2 separate regions of the Xenopus laevis genome follow, and region 1 is linked to region 2. The links are chromatin contacts, called in public Hi-C maps. All regions are on one chromosome and are shown on one strand. Each heading gives the region's core, a stretch centred on a gene start, on an enhancer-like site or on the middle of the called end of the contact. The rest is flanking DNA. Distances are from core to core; before and after follow the strand shown. Region 1 overlaps adamts7.L (A disintegrin and metalloproteinase with thrombospondin motifs 7). Region 2 holds the start of morf4l1.L (mortality factor 4-like protein 1).

Region 1 (6,821 bases), core at 3,354-5,853, 60 kb before region 2:
AACCATCTGCCAGTTATTCTGTTTGCAGCAATGTCCCCATAAAATATAATGGCAATCTGAACCTCTTATAAGGCTCTTTTCTATATATAGAGGACATTAGTGGTGGGAGAGTTGCATATATGAGGACGTAGCACTAGACACACAACCGCAAGAATCAGAAGACAAAAGAGAATTTTTCAAAATTAAAGCACCTACCATTTCCCATCTCTAATCTACTCAACACAAACATTCATTCAAACACACATAAAAACCATTTATTGTTAAGCATGGTTCCCTTTAAAACACCTTTTTGCTCAACCCTCACACTGGTCCCTTTCTAATCTTCAAGCAGAGCTTTATCACTGTAGTGACATTTTCCAGATACCCAGAAACAAAAACTACCCAGAGTTGAAAGTATACTGCAACAAGGCTTATACCTGAGCTATTAGGTCTCTTGTGTCTGTTGTAGTAAAATATATTTTCTTTCTTCTTTTTTTTTAGAAAAATGCATGTGTGAATATGAATCACTAACAGCTGGGGTGAAGAGGGAACAGTAGGCAAGCACTACCTACCAACCTGTATGATACTCAACTGAGTATGTGCTCTGCTCCATGCTTACCCTTACCTATATACTTAGAGCAGGCATGTCCAAAGTCCGGACTGTGGGCCAATTGCGGCCCATTTTCAAATTTACACTGGCCCGCAGCCATTAATAAGGAATCACCCACTCGTGGGTAGGCCTGGATTTGGGGAGAGGCCCCCTAGGCCCTGGCCTAGGGCAGCCTTACAGTACAAGCCAAAACATACCACTTGTTTAACTCTGACTGTTTAAAACTGTGGCCTTGGCACCCAACTAGCCACCCAGACCCAGGATCTGGTACTTTTTTTGCTCCCGAAAATGATAGTAGAGAGCAGTGCCTTTTATTTTCTCCCCGCAGCAGCTGCACGCAGTGACGTAATCGCACATTAGAGTGACATCATATCACTGGATTAGGCGCTAGTTCTCACCGGAGGCTGCCACGGAGACAAATCTGGCCCTCGTTGCAAAAAGTTTGGACACCACTGGTTTTAGAGAATTAATAAAACAGAAATATTCCAGTTTAATACAGTATGAATATAGCAGGAAAGATGCTGTCTCTACTCACGTTGCTGGTGACCTATTTAATTATGGGAGAAACTGTGAAACTGGTATGGGTAACTGGCCGGTTCCATTTATCTGCAACCAGTTATTTTATTCTCAGAGATTAATGGCTTTCAGGATAAAATGCTACCTTTTTGCAGACAGGTGATCCATATATACATGTGACTTATATACAGTTAATACTCATCTTTTTTTTTATTGCAGCCATGAGCTGCTCAGCACCATCATGAATATATAGTTGTTATAGAAAATATGATATTTATGGGCTCATACATTACACCGTACTCCATATGAGGTCCCAGTCCTCATCCTGGATTACATTTATCTGCACTGTCATTTCCTCTGGGCTCAGCCATACTGGACGATGGAATACAAATGTGGTGATTATACTTTATAAACAAATTCCTTGTAACTTGCAGATATCCCTGATATTGATCAGTGCTTAATTCTGAAAATATGATATATATAATGAAATAGGCAGAAAAAAAGACAATGGGGCAGATTTACTAAAGGGCGAAGTGGCCGTCACTAGTGAAAATTGGGCAGAAATCTCATCTGCAGTGACATTGACGATTTACTAAATGGCGTAGACGACAATTCGCTAGCGAAAAAGACCGTCATTACTGCAGTTTCACGCCCTATCGCCAGGTGCATTTTCGTTCAGGTGTCCGATCTTTACTCTGCAAATTCACAAAAGTGCGAATTTTACGGAATGTTACCTCTTTCGCTAGAGTTGCCTTCGCCACCTTAGACCAGGCGAACTGATAAGACAAAGCTTCATCCTCCTCAATCTTATGTCAGTGACATCATATCCTGTATGCTGAGAAATCATAAAAGTTGTAAATAAACGCTGGTGTTTTTCAATAAACGCGGGATTACCTTCAAAAGTCCTAACTATTAAAGATTTTTGTGTTAACATTTCTTTACCAACCATTTGAGGGGCATGCCACATTTGTTTTAGGGTGGGCTCATGTCTAGGGCATTAGAGGATCTCTTTTGTCTTTATTTTGCTTCCTTGGACATTTGTAATAAGTGGCCACTTCAAGCATTTGCCTCAACATCTCTAATAATATATATGACCTATATGTACTTTTCAAATTGACCTAAGTGTAAGAGTGCTAACAAAGGTTAGCTTGGCAGAACTGAACAATAGCGAAAGATCGCTATGAAATGGTCGCGCTGATGAATTAACACTAGCGAAACTTCGCCAGCGTTTTGCTGCTGAGACGCAACTTCGCGTTTTAGTGAATTAGCGTACTGCTAACAAGTTAGCACCTGGCGAACTGAAGCAAAGTGTGGCGGATCATTCACTGGCGACTAGTAGCCCTTTAGTGAATTTGCCCCTATGTCTTGCTCACGGCTTGAGAAGTGAGCCTTCAGAATGGCAGCAGAATGATAATGCAGTTAGTATACCATAACAGAATAATGAAGTTGATCTCTAAAGCACCAGATAGCCCAGTGTAATATTGAGCATGAAACGGCCTCACTGGCCAGCCAGTGACAAATCAACTGAGGTCACAAGCCAACATAGCACCACATGTTAAAGCTAAACAATGCAATTTTGGACAGGTCTCCTAGCGATGGGGCAGAATGCATAGTTTACCCTTTCCCCACTAATACATTCATCTTGTCTGTCCTCTTTGAGAAGTCCTGGCTAATTGATGAACCTATAGCACAGTCTCATGTAGGGTTCAAGAAATAGGAGCAGGAGCAGCCACAGCAAGGAGACACAGGACAAGACGCTTGGACTTCTTTTTCCAGTAGTGGTGAGGATACCCTAATAGCATTAGCACATGTCCAGAGGCCTTCTTCCAAGTGACTTTGTCCCTGAGACACTGGACAGGGTTGTCATTCTCACCTGCGTGATAGACGTTGGTTATTAAGCTCACGAGAGCCCAGAATGTAAGACTGGCATGTGTGACAACACTGAGCCTGGACACTGAGCAAGGAGCACCGACCCAGTATCTTTAGGGTCCTACAGAAGCTGAATGTAAGTCGATCCCGAGTGCAGGAGACATCTGCAAACAAGACAAAAACAATTAGTCAAAGCTTTTTGAAGCTACAGGAAGTAGGTTATTTTGAGTAGTAGGAAATGCTGAGTTTTTAATAATTCTTCCCAAGCAGAATCTTCTACATGGTACGTGTTCTGTAAATTGGCTTATGCTGCTTATCAGCTTTAGGCATCCAAAAAAGCAAAGGCACATTACAGTGCCATTTGTGCTATTCCACCAGCATATACAGTACAGGTATGGGACTTGTTATCCAGAATGCTTGGATATGGGATATTTCTGGAATTTGGATCTTCATACCTTAAGTCTACTAGAAAATCATGTAAGCATTAAATAAACCCAATAGGCTGGCTTTGCTTCCAATAAGAATTAATTTTATCTTAGTTTGGATCAAGTTTAAGGTACTCTTTTATTATTACAGAGAAAAAGGAAATCATTTTTAAAAATCTAGATTATTTGATTATAATGGAGTCTATGGGAGACCTGTTTCTGTAATTCGGATCCCATACCATATATTTAAATTATTAAATTCTTCCAAAATATAATCTGGGCTCATCTCTAATCTGTAACCATGCAATTGTTTTATTCTGCAACCCTTGTTTGGTTTGTAGGGTAAGACTGTAAATTGCTGGCACCATATAAATCTTGAAGATGATTTTGAAGACGGTACGTTGGCGGTGGAATAGCTGTTCCATTATTTCAACTGTTTTGATTATTACATGGGCACAATAAATAGTATACCTTTAGCTTCTCCATAGGTATCCATTGCATAGCTAGTCTGTACCAATTTATACCCTCAAAGTCACCGGATTGTGTAGGGGAATTTGGATTTGGCTCTAATTGTCATGGTTCCAACTCTTCTGTGGTTGCATCTTCTGGGCATTTTATTATGCTACAACGTTTTGTCACCATATCTGATTGTACTCTGTACATGCATTGCATATTGAGGGACAGTCACCAAAGCAAGTACACTACAGACAAATTCATTGAGAAGTTTAGATAACGTGATTTGGCTGTCAGTAGGATAAAGTATAAAGACAGCAAGAAGGCCATATAATGGACATCTAAAACACCTATCAAATGCTACTGTATATGTCCTTTGCATGTCTATCTATGTTTTTTCCTAGTTGGAATAAACATAGAAACTCCATTACACCCCACAGATTCTTATCTTTTCTTGGAAAGAGCTGAGCTGCAGTTGGTGTGAATAGTAAGACAAAATTTGTATCAGGGCTGTTTAGAGGGGTGGATTAATGCACAGGCTCCCCGAGGCTATAGCCTAGGGGCCCAGTGTGATCAGGGGCCCATCTAGCTTTTTTCCAATTATTTTATTTAAATATGTATTTGCACTGCTGGGTCCAGTTGGGTGCACATGCTTGCAGTAGAAGGCAGGCGAGGCATGTGCCTAAAGGTTGGCTGATCCAATGATGTCACTGGGACTTGCTGAACTTAACCTGGTGTAGAGAGCTTGGGTACTCGTCTGCGCTTATCCAGACCCAGCAGTAGCTTAGAAAGGGGGGCCTGTGCATGTAGCCTAGGGGCCCCACATCTCCACTGGCTGTCCAATGTGGAGCAGCTGTTGTTGTACTACATCCCACAAAAACTCCAAGAGCTGAAGGATGTAGGTTCCTTCCTAAAATGTGGGCCCCAACATATGGTATTTTGCTTGGATCTTTCTATGACTAGGGACAGCTCAGGCTTTGATATGACTTTGATTTGAAGTGAATAGATTTAAGCTGGAAAAGTCATACAGTCCCTGATAAGTAACAGTTTCTGGAGAGCACGTTGTGTTTAATATAAAGAACATGCAGGAATCTGGAGGTTTTTGTGTCTGAAATCTGTTAAAGAAACCGGATAGCTTTCCTGTGCCTGGAGCCTGGGATGGAATTTTATATGGAAAGCGACTTCAAAGGCTTTGCTTTGCTTCAGGCGTTTTCCTCCCAGTAGATTTCTATATGCATCAGGTCAGTGGGGCAGATTTTCTAACAAAATCATTCCGTTTCTGACTTCCAGCAACTGCAGCATCGCCACAACTTATATTAAAGGGATACAGTGATTTTAACGCACTAGCTCTAAGTATAAATTCGTAATTTGGCACATCATTTTTTCCAGGGTTTGGCCAGTCTCACCCATCATCAGCTTCTGAAATAGAAATGTTATGTTCCCATTTGCAGTTTCCTTGTATTTATGCATGGTTTGTGTATAGCAGCCTGGCTCTCATTCTGGGATTGTACTAGTGATTCTCTTTGCTTACTAACTATCCTCAGACCTATGAGTTTCATCAAATAAAGAAATATAGAATGAGGAGTGCTAGAATAGCAGCGGGGGCTGTTTCAGTGGATGTGTGCTGGTTTGGATGTTCCAACAGGTTATTCCATAGCATTACATAAAGGAATTAGACCTGCTTAGCACATTATCTGAGTGACAGTTATAAATGTAACTCAACTAGACTAAAGTTTAGCAGGATCAGTATTGGGCTCAGCCCCTATACACTATTTAATCTGTGACTTTGACATTGGTTTGGAAATAAATTGCAGCAGAAATATTGGCACATCTCATGCTTAGCACAGTTGAAAGGAGGCAATTTGTAAATTAAAAGGAATGCATTTAAACAAACCAGAGCTGTAAATTATTTAGGGGTAATAGTAATAATAGCTTTGGTAAGAGCCTGCAATCCCAGACAGCTGCAGCCTAAATAAACACGTTGTACATTGTAAAAGCAAGTTTAAGGAAGTATATACAATTATGCCTATTGGTATGGACATGTCATTATAGTGGGGTACATATTTGGGTACAAAATACACTTAAATAAGGTCTGAGACATAGTAAATGTAGTTTAGCTGTACTCTGTAGTTTTATCGGTTTTACTAAGCTTTTATGTAAAGGTGACATGAACCACCCATAAAGCTATACCACTGTGCTCCCTGGTTCTCTGGCTTAGATGACAAAAACAACATTTACAGATGGAAGAAAATGTACTTAGGACAATACCGCTGCCTGGAACATTCATCGCAGATGTAATAGCATTGTCCAGTAAAAAGGATCCTTGTGGCAATTTGGCTTCATAATATAACCACATTAGAAGGCAGGACATATTGCTTTTTAGTTCTTTTGTGATAGAAAAACTGTGTCTAAAGCTAATGCAACACAGGGCTGAAAATCTGCTTGCTAAACATGCACAACGAGAATCAGCCCCTACTTTGGAATTAGCCTTGTGTTCTGCCCACACCAGGAAAAACTGTGTCAGTCTGGGTGCCAATATCGTAACTATCGGTGCCGGGTGCAGGCAGAGCAGCTGGGCCCCCTAGGGTTGCCCCCTGTCCGGTTTTGACCTGGACAGCCCAATTTTTTGAAGGGCTGTCCGCGTCAAAACTGTCTGCCCAGTTTTCCAAATTAGGAAAACCGGGCAGGATTCCCTATGATTGACACGGCAATCAGCCAATTGCCACGTCATAGCCCTGCCCCTGATGTCATGCCCCACCCCCTGCATGTCAACCCCACCCCCATTATGTCATGTCCCCGCCCCCCTGCCCGGAGTTAGAGGTGCCAAAAGGTGGATAACCCTAGCCCTCCCCTGAAAGCAGTTTCCAGCCAGATTTGCACTGGCCCCAGGGCAATCCGCCCCTGCCAGGTGCCACACTGGATTTCACTGAAGAAACACAAGAAGGGCTGCTTCTCGGCCTTTTCAGCAG
Region 2 (6,361 bases), core at 846-3,345:
TGTTGGGCAAGACCACATCTGACAATTTCCACAAGAGATTGCTGTATTCCTCAAAAACCACAAGGTTTTGAGGGGAATAAAACAGATAAAATATATATAGTACAGTATTTCAAAATAAATTATGATATTTTTAGTGAACTTGCTATGTTCGAATATAACCGCATGTGAATAAAAAATCATGCACCACCATCAGGAGTTAATATTTAACCAGTGTAAAAGTTTTTAACTTAAGTGGTGCTAGAGGTATTTTCAGCTATAGTCCTTATTTATATATGCAAGTTTTGACACCTGTGATGTTTAGAGCTATAGTTGCACAGAAGCCCACACTCAGATCCTAGTGTGTCTGGCAGGTGTTTATACTTACAAGAAGTAAGTTGATAATGGCGTATGTAATTTGAGCGTCTTAGTCCGCTTTCATTCTTCTTAAAACTTTAGTGGGTAAAAAAACATGTGTGGAAGCATTATAAAAATGTTAATAAATAATTCAAAATTGCACTCACAAGCATTCCTTCAATAAAATCGCTTTAAAATGTGGCATTCCGATCTATTGTTCTGAGTCCTTTGCGTAACTGAACCGTCCGATGCTTTCACCTTAGTCCAGTGTAGTTTCCTCGGGTCACCAGGCTGCCGCTTCCACACGCTTGTCCTATTGATGCACCACATCTGGTCATGGATGCGTTTTCTATTCATAAGTCTGTACAAGCCAAGCCCCATGTGATGTGATTGCTGGCCCAGGGACCAAGGGATTGGTATAAACTGATTTGGCCCATCACCTGATTAGCACAATGGTGTATGGCCAACTCTACTTGTGGAGGTTGCGGAGGTTGTGCAGTTACAAACTCAACTATAGTATAGACTGGATAATTAGCAGCCACTGTAGAGAAGTAATTCACTGTCACAAATTGATATTGAAGTATAAGTAGATATATAGTCAAAAGTGAGAAGACAAGATAATAAGTACTAAAGCGATAAGGCACAAACAAGGTTCCGCAGAACTATATCAGTTTTTATTGATTTTTATAGAATTTTATACAGAACACTAAATGGTTTTATATAACGAATAAATGGTGTTTTTACTGTTAAGTGAAATAGGGCCCGGCCTTATCCTTTCTGTATATAACGCACATGCACTTCTGATTGTGTAAGCCTATGATTAAGGGATCCATTCGCGAAACGCGTAAGGCGATTGTTATCCATTGATATTACTAAACCCTGTCACTGCTGCTGGCACCCAGGAGGTATAAAATGCCATGTAGGACATTGACTGGTTAGTAGTTTCAGTATATGCTTATGAAATTTGTCTAATTTGTAAATTGTAAAGAATGTACTGTGGGGCCCATGAGCTGGACACATCACTATAGTTATAGAGTGAAAGCCCATAAACAGACCCTGTGGTGATGGTGCCCAGTGTGCTTATATCAGCCCTGCAGTAGAGCACAGTAATTATTAGTGTCAATTAGGGAATGGAAATCTGTCGATTATGACAAATGCCACTAGTTATTGAGATGGTGAGAGGTTGTTTGGGCTTCCACGTACTTGAATTTTGAATCCCAGTTGGAATAGACGTATTATGAGGGGAAAGAGTCGATCGAAATAAGAACTAACAATATTTGGCTCCAAAAGTAATTCTAAGTAACCAACGTGCAAACAATTTCTCAACAGCGCCCGGCTAGCTCAGTCGGTAGAGCATGAGACTCTTAATCTCAGGGTCGTGGGTTCGAGCCCCACGTTGGGCGCATTGTTTTCCTTTTCGGAATGGTGACATAAATATTTCCAAACGATTAGTATATTTATTTCCAAACGCTGTTAATACTTGGACCTATTACGGCAGTGTATGAAACGAAACACTTTGGGATGTAACTTAGCACTCGTTCTACGGTAACGAGAACATATCGCATTTATATACAGCTTTGTCCTGACGCATGCAGCGTCTATCTGCCTAGACTTATTCTGCGACAGTTATGAATATATTCGCAACAGTTATATTGGGAAGACAAGGGAGCGCGTTTTGTTGGTCAGACTATCACCGAACTACATTTCCCGGTCTGCCATAGGCTGCTTAGTAGCTAGTGCGCGTGCGCTGTGGCTCCCTTCATTTGCGATATCCTTGCGCGCATGCGTGAGGCGCGCGGTGACGTGCGGGTCCGCGCGGTGAGTAGATGCGGCGGATCCGTTCCCGGGAGCCGCGGAGTTTATAAATGGCGCCGAAGCAGGACCCAAGGCCTAAGTTCCAAGAGGGTAAGCATAAGCCATGGTACGTGGCCTGCGCCATTAGTCTAACGTCTTTATTCATCCTCCCTTTGCCATAAATGAACGCCGCAGTGAAGAAGGCTGCGCCCGAGCAATGCAGTTAATGGGCGTATTGACAGGCGCAAAGATATCCCATGTGCGGCTCTGTGATTTGTTCAGCTGCAACTTCCAATGAAGGCTCTTGCGGACGGCTGAGAGTTGCAGTCCAACAAATCCGCAGAGCGAACGCCGCTCGCCTTTAATTGTACTAAAGTGGGTTAATGTGAATGGTAGTGGTCAGTCCTCCGAGCTGGGCGCCGCTGTATGGGGGAAGCTGGGAAATGTAGTTCGGTGGGGGAAGTGGAAGCGTAGGGTCGCTGTTCCGTGTACACTCTCGCCTTTTCCTTGTGGGGGAGGGGGCGTGGCATTGTCTGCAGGCGCAGCAAGCGGGAAATCTTTGTTGTGCTCTCGGCCTCAGTGCGGCAGTAGCTCAGATGGGCCCTCGCAGGTTGGTTACCCCGTTTTTCTAGCGGCTCAGATGCTTCTTTACCCCTTTTCTGTCGAGAGAGAGAGTGTGACAGGAGCATGTGCCCTTGGGGATGCGTTGCTGTATAGGAAGTGCTGCCAGGATCATTGGCTTGGCACATAAAACAGCTGCAGAAATAGTCTTTACTTTGACCTCTTTCTGATGAGGATTGTGTTGTTTATATTAACCTTATTCAGAGCTGTGTCCATTGCAGGAATGGCAAATAATGGCCTTCAAGCTCATCTCTACAAGACCAGGACCCAAACTAGATTCTTGCTGATGCCTCCATAGCTCCTAATGGGCAAGGGCAGGGCCATGGACTTACAGTGGGTTTTTTCCTCTACTTCCGTATGACGTTACTGTCACATAACGAAGCACAGGCTTAAATGTTCCTCTGAATGTGAGGGACCTGGTTTCTGTAACTCCAGAATGGTCCTCTAAGGGCAGGGACTTACGCGGAGATTCGGGGAGAATAGTGGCTTCTTCTTCGGGCGACTTATCTCCCTGCAATGCCTTCCCGCCAGCTAGAATGTAAGTAGCCGGCGGGATGGCACTCAGAGCACTTTGTTTTCAGAAGTTGTCTGAAGTTTCCTCGTGAGATGACTTTGAAAAACGAAGCGTTCCCAGTGCCACCCAATTGGCGATTTAGATTCTAGCTGGCGGGAAGGCTTTACGGGGAGATTACTCGCCCGGGGAAGTCGCGATAAGTCGCCAGGCGGCTAAATCTCCCTGAATCTTCGCATCTGTCTCAGGCCCTCTTTTCTAGTTGTCCCTTTGCCCTGTGTCTGCCATACAGCATCTGTTTTCTCATTTCTTATCATGAATCTCTCTACCTAGATCTTTTACTTTGGATTTCAGGACTGTTAGCCAAAGCTGTCATTAAAAGGCAAGTCAACCCCAAAGAAAATATTTGCCTTATAAAAGAACACCTTCATTACAAATTATCTATGGTTTTTAAGTTATGCTGTTAAAAGCAGCGTTTGTTTGTCCCTTTCTATTCTCTGACCTGGTGGCTCAGACTGTTGATACAATGTAAACAAGGCAGCTGATTAACAGACATGACTGTGCTGGGGAACAAAAGCTGCCAATATCGGTCCTTTAGGGTAAAGCCACACTGGGCGTTTAATTTTTCCACCGACCCGTTGGAGCCCATTGCTCCTCGTTGCAACCCTAGGGCCGAACGTTCGGATTACCCCGATATATCCCTGCCGTTGGTGGGAATATTTGGGAAAGATCCACTTGTTTGACGATGTCGTCAGACGAGCGGATCTCCATGTATGGCCAGCTTCATACTTTGGCAACATTGTTTGAAAAGAAACAACCATCAATAGCAATCATTTTTACAGATAACGATTAAAGCATTGAAATGTTTTAATGTATAGTGGAAAGTTGCTTAGAAATATCATCTTTTATTAGGCAACTTTTTATTTTGGAGTTGACTTGCCATTTAAGGACTATAGGCCATTTGGGGTTCTAGTCTGTCGGTGATGTTGGACATAACTTTGGTACGATTGCTGTCAGGGGCAGAACATTGGCTGATCTGTTCTTTAAATACTTTATTTGATCTGAATGGTAAGACTTTGATCTTAATGGTTAGTGGCAGGTCGGGAGATGGGAAAGTCCGATCATACGTTGATTCGTACGATCGGATCTTTGCATCTGTGGCCAGCTTAAGGCTGAGATGTATTGTGAAAACTTGTGTGCTGACCTAAATATTCTTGGAAATATATATACATATATATACATATATATATATACATATATACACACACACACACACAAAGGGAGTGGAGTGCACAACCATAAGAAAAACAGGATACCTGGGTGCTAGTCCGTAACATAGATCCATTCTGCAAGTATTGACAGCACTCCAAGGATATTCACGACAAGTCAATATTGCTTAACAAGTGGAGGTTTATAAACCTCCACTTGTTTAGCAATATCGACTTGTCGTGAATATCCTTGGAGTGCTGTCAATACTTGCAGAATGTGTGTATGTATGTGTGTATGTATATATGTGTATATAGATATAGATAGATAGATATATATATATATATATATATATATATATATATATATATATATATATATATATATATATATATATATATATATATATATATATATATATATATATATATATATATATAGTTATGACATTAGCTTGGATGACTATGGAGTGGGTGGATTCTTGAACGTTCTGCAGGATTTGACTTAGACTGTCTCATCTAGAGTTAGCTATTAATACTGCCAGCCAAGACTCCATATTTGAGCAAAAGGGGTGGGCACTAAGGCTGCAACTGTCCAAATTCATTGAACATGTTTGTATATGTATACACTATCTTTTTTTTTTTTTTATTTTTTTTTTTATTAGTCATGAGAAACACTTTTGGGTTGAACCTTCTATGAGATGGACCTACATGTATTTTGCATGGAGGTCCATCTGTCACCTCTCCTTGTGTGCATCAATCAGGGCACTTGTCATTAGATACATTAGGAGGGTGCCAGGTAGACAGTGGTGTTTTGACTGCTGCTGTTTTCCACCAGAGGACTGTGGCTGTTAAAACACCTGGTGTACCACTAGCTTTGTGGCCCTGGTTTGCCATCCACAGCCGTTGGACTGTAACACCTTGCACCATTTTTACTACTTCTACTTTGTGTAAATACAATAAATGCCATGTCATTTGGGATTAGAAACTTGAGGTTACCCTGCAGTCAGGCAGTGGCTTTTTAGGAAATACTAAAGCTGAAGCTTTGAAAATGTCTGCTTTCTTGTTTTCTGCCAATCCATGTTTGGCTTTGCTTCGTATAGCTGAGCAGAGACAGAAGCTGTAGTTGTCATTGCAGATTTAAGGGAGCGGATCGGCTTCTCACGGCCTGCAAATTTAATTATGTTCATTTCTGATGTAGTATTTGAATTTTTTGCAGTTTAAGTTGTTCTTGTTAAAATATACCTTTGGGGAATTAGCTGCATTTGTGAGTTAGTGTGGTGGCGCAATTAATTTCTCCATTGCTGGTGCAGGATGACCTTAAAATGACTTGCAAACCTGCCAGGTTTTCAAACCAATTAATATCCATAGTAAATAGATATCGGTCAGGATCAGGAGGCAACCAAGCACACATAAGGTTCTGTACGATTACCACTGCATGTATAGTCGACAATTATTTTAGATTAAAGGAGAAGGAAATGACCAGGGCTACGGCTTGAGCATGCTCAGTTTGCTCCTCCCCTCCCCCCCTGCTGTAATCTGAGCCCAGAGCTATGAGTGAGCAGGGAGAGACTCAGGCAGGAAGTGATGTCGCAATAAGCCTATTTGACAGCTGCTATTTAACAGAAACAGAGAGAGCTTATAGAGCTGTTTACTCCAGTATGGTGAAGCATTCTGCAGAATAAATATAGTCTTATAGCTTGCACTTTAGTGGTTAATCTATTGGCAATAAACTGCTTTGGTAGCTTTCCTTCTCCTTTAAGCCCAATACTAAATCTTCAGCAAAAGATCTGTCTGAATTTTAACCCTAATCTGCATTATTAAGGTGGCCATAGATGTAACTATTACAATCTTTCCTGTGACCATTGGTTTGTTTTTACAGACATGTTAGAGCTAA

The links. A called contact is a pair of places that touch in the nucleus more often than the background predicts.
Region 1: a Hi-C map of the XL177 cell line shows a contact between it and region 2, with 4 times the contacts expected there. The contact joins the enhancer-like site here to the promoter of morf4l1.L in region 2. A contact is called at or near these places in 3 of 4 Hi-C or Micro-C datasets (the XL177 cell line, the XTC cell line and animal cap).

What each region holds. Positions count from the first base shown.
Region 1 is chr3L:124,839,938-124,846,758 of Xenopus_laevis_v10.1, reverse strand. It overlaps adamts7.L (A disintegrin and metalloproteinase with thrombospondin motifs 7), which reads right to left. Exons shown (of 22, transcript XM_041586924.1): 22 at 1-3,138. The coding sequence ends at 2,975. Among protein-coding and RNA genes, the nearest start is that of ciao2a.L, 24 kb to the left of the region's middle. Within about 2 kb of position 4,603, at least 1 of the 7 cell types and tissues checked has an H3K27ac peak or open chromatin away from gene starts, as enhancers often do.
Region 2 is chr3L:124,778,278-124,784,638 of Xenopus_laevis_v10.1, reverse strand. morf4l1.L (mortality factor 4-like protein 1) reads left to right here and starts at 2,095. Exons shown (of 12, transcript XM_041586922.1): 1 at 2,095-2,238. The coding sequence starts at 2,199. It overlaps trnak-cuu (a tRNA gene), which reads left to right and starts at 1,664; the gene lies at 1,664-1,736.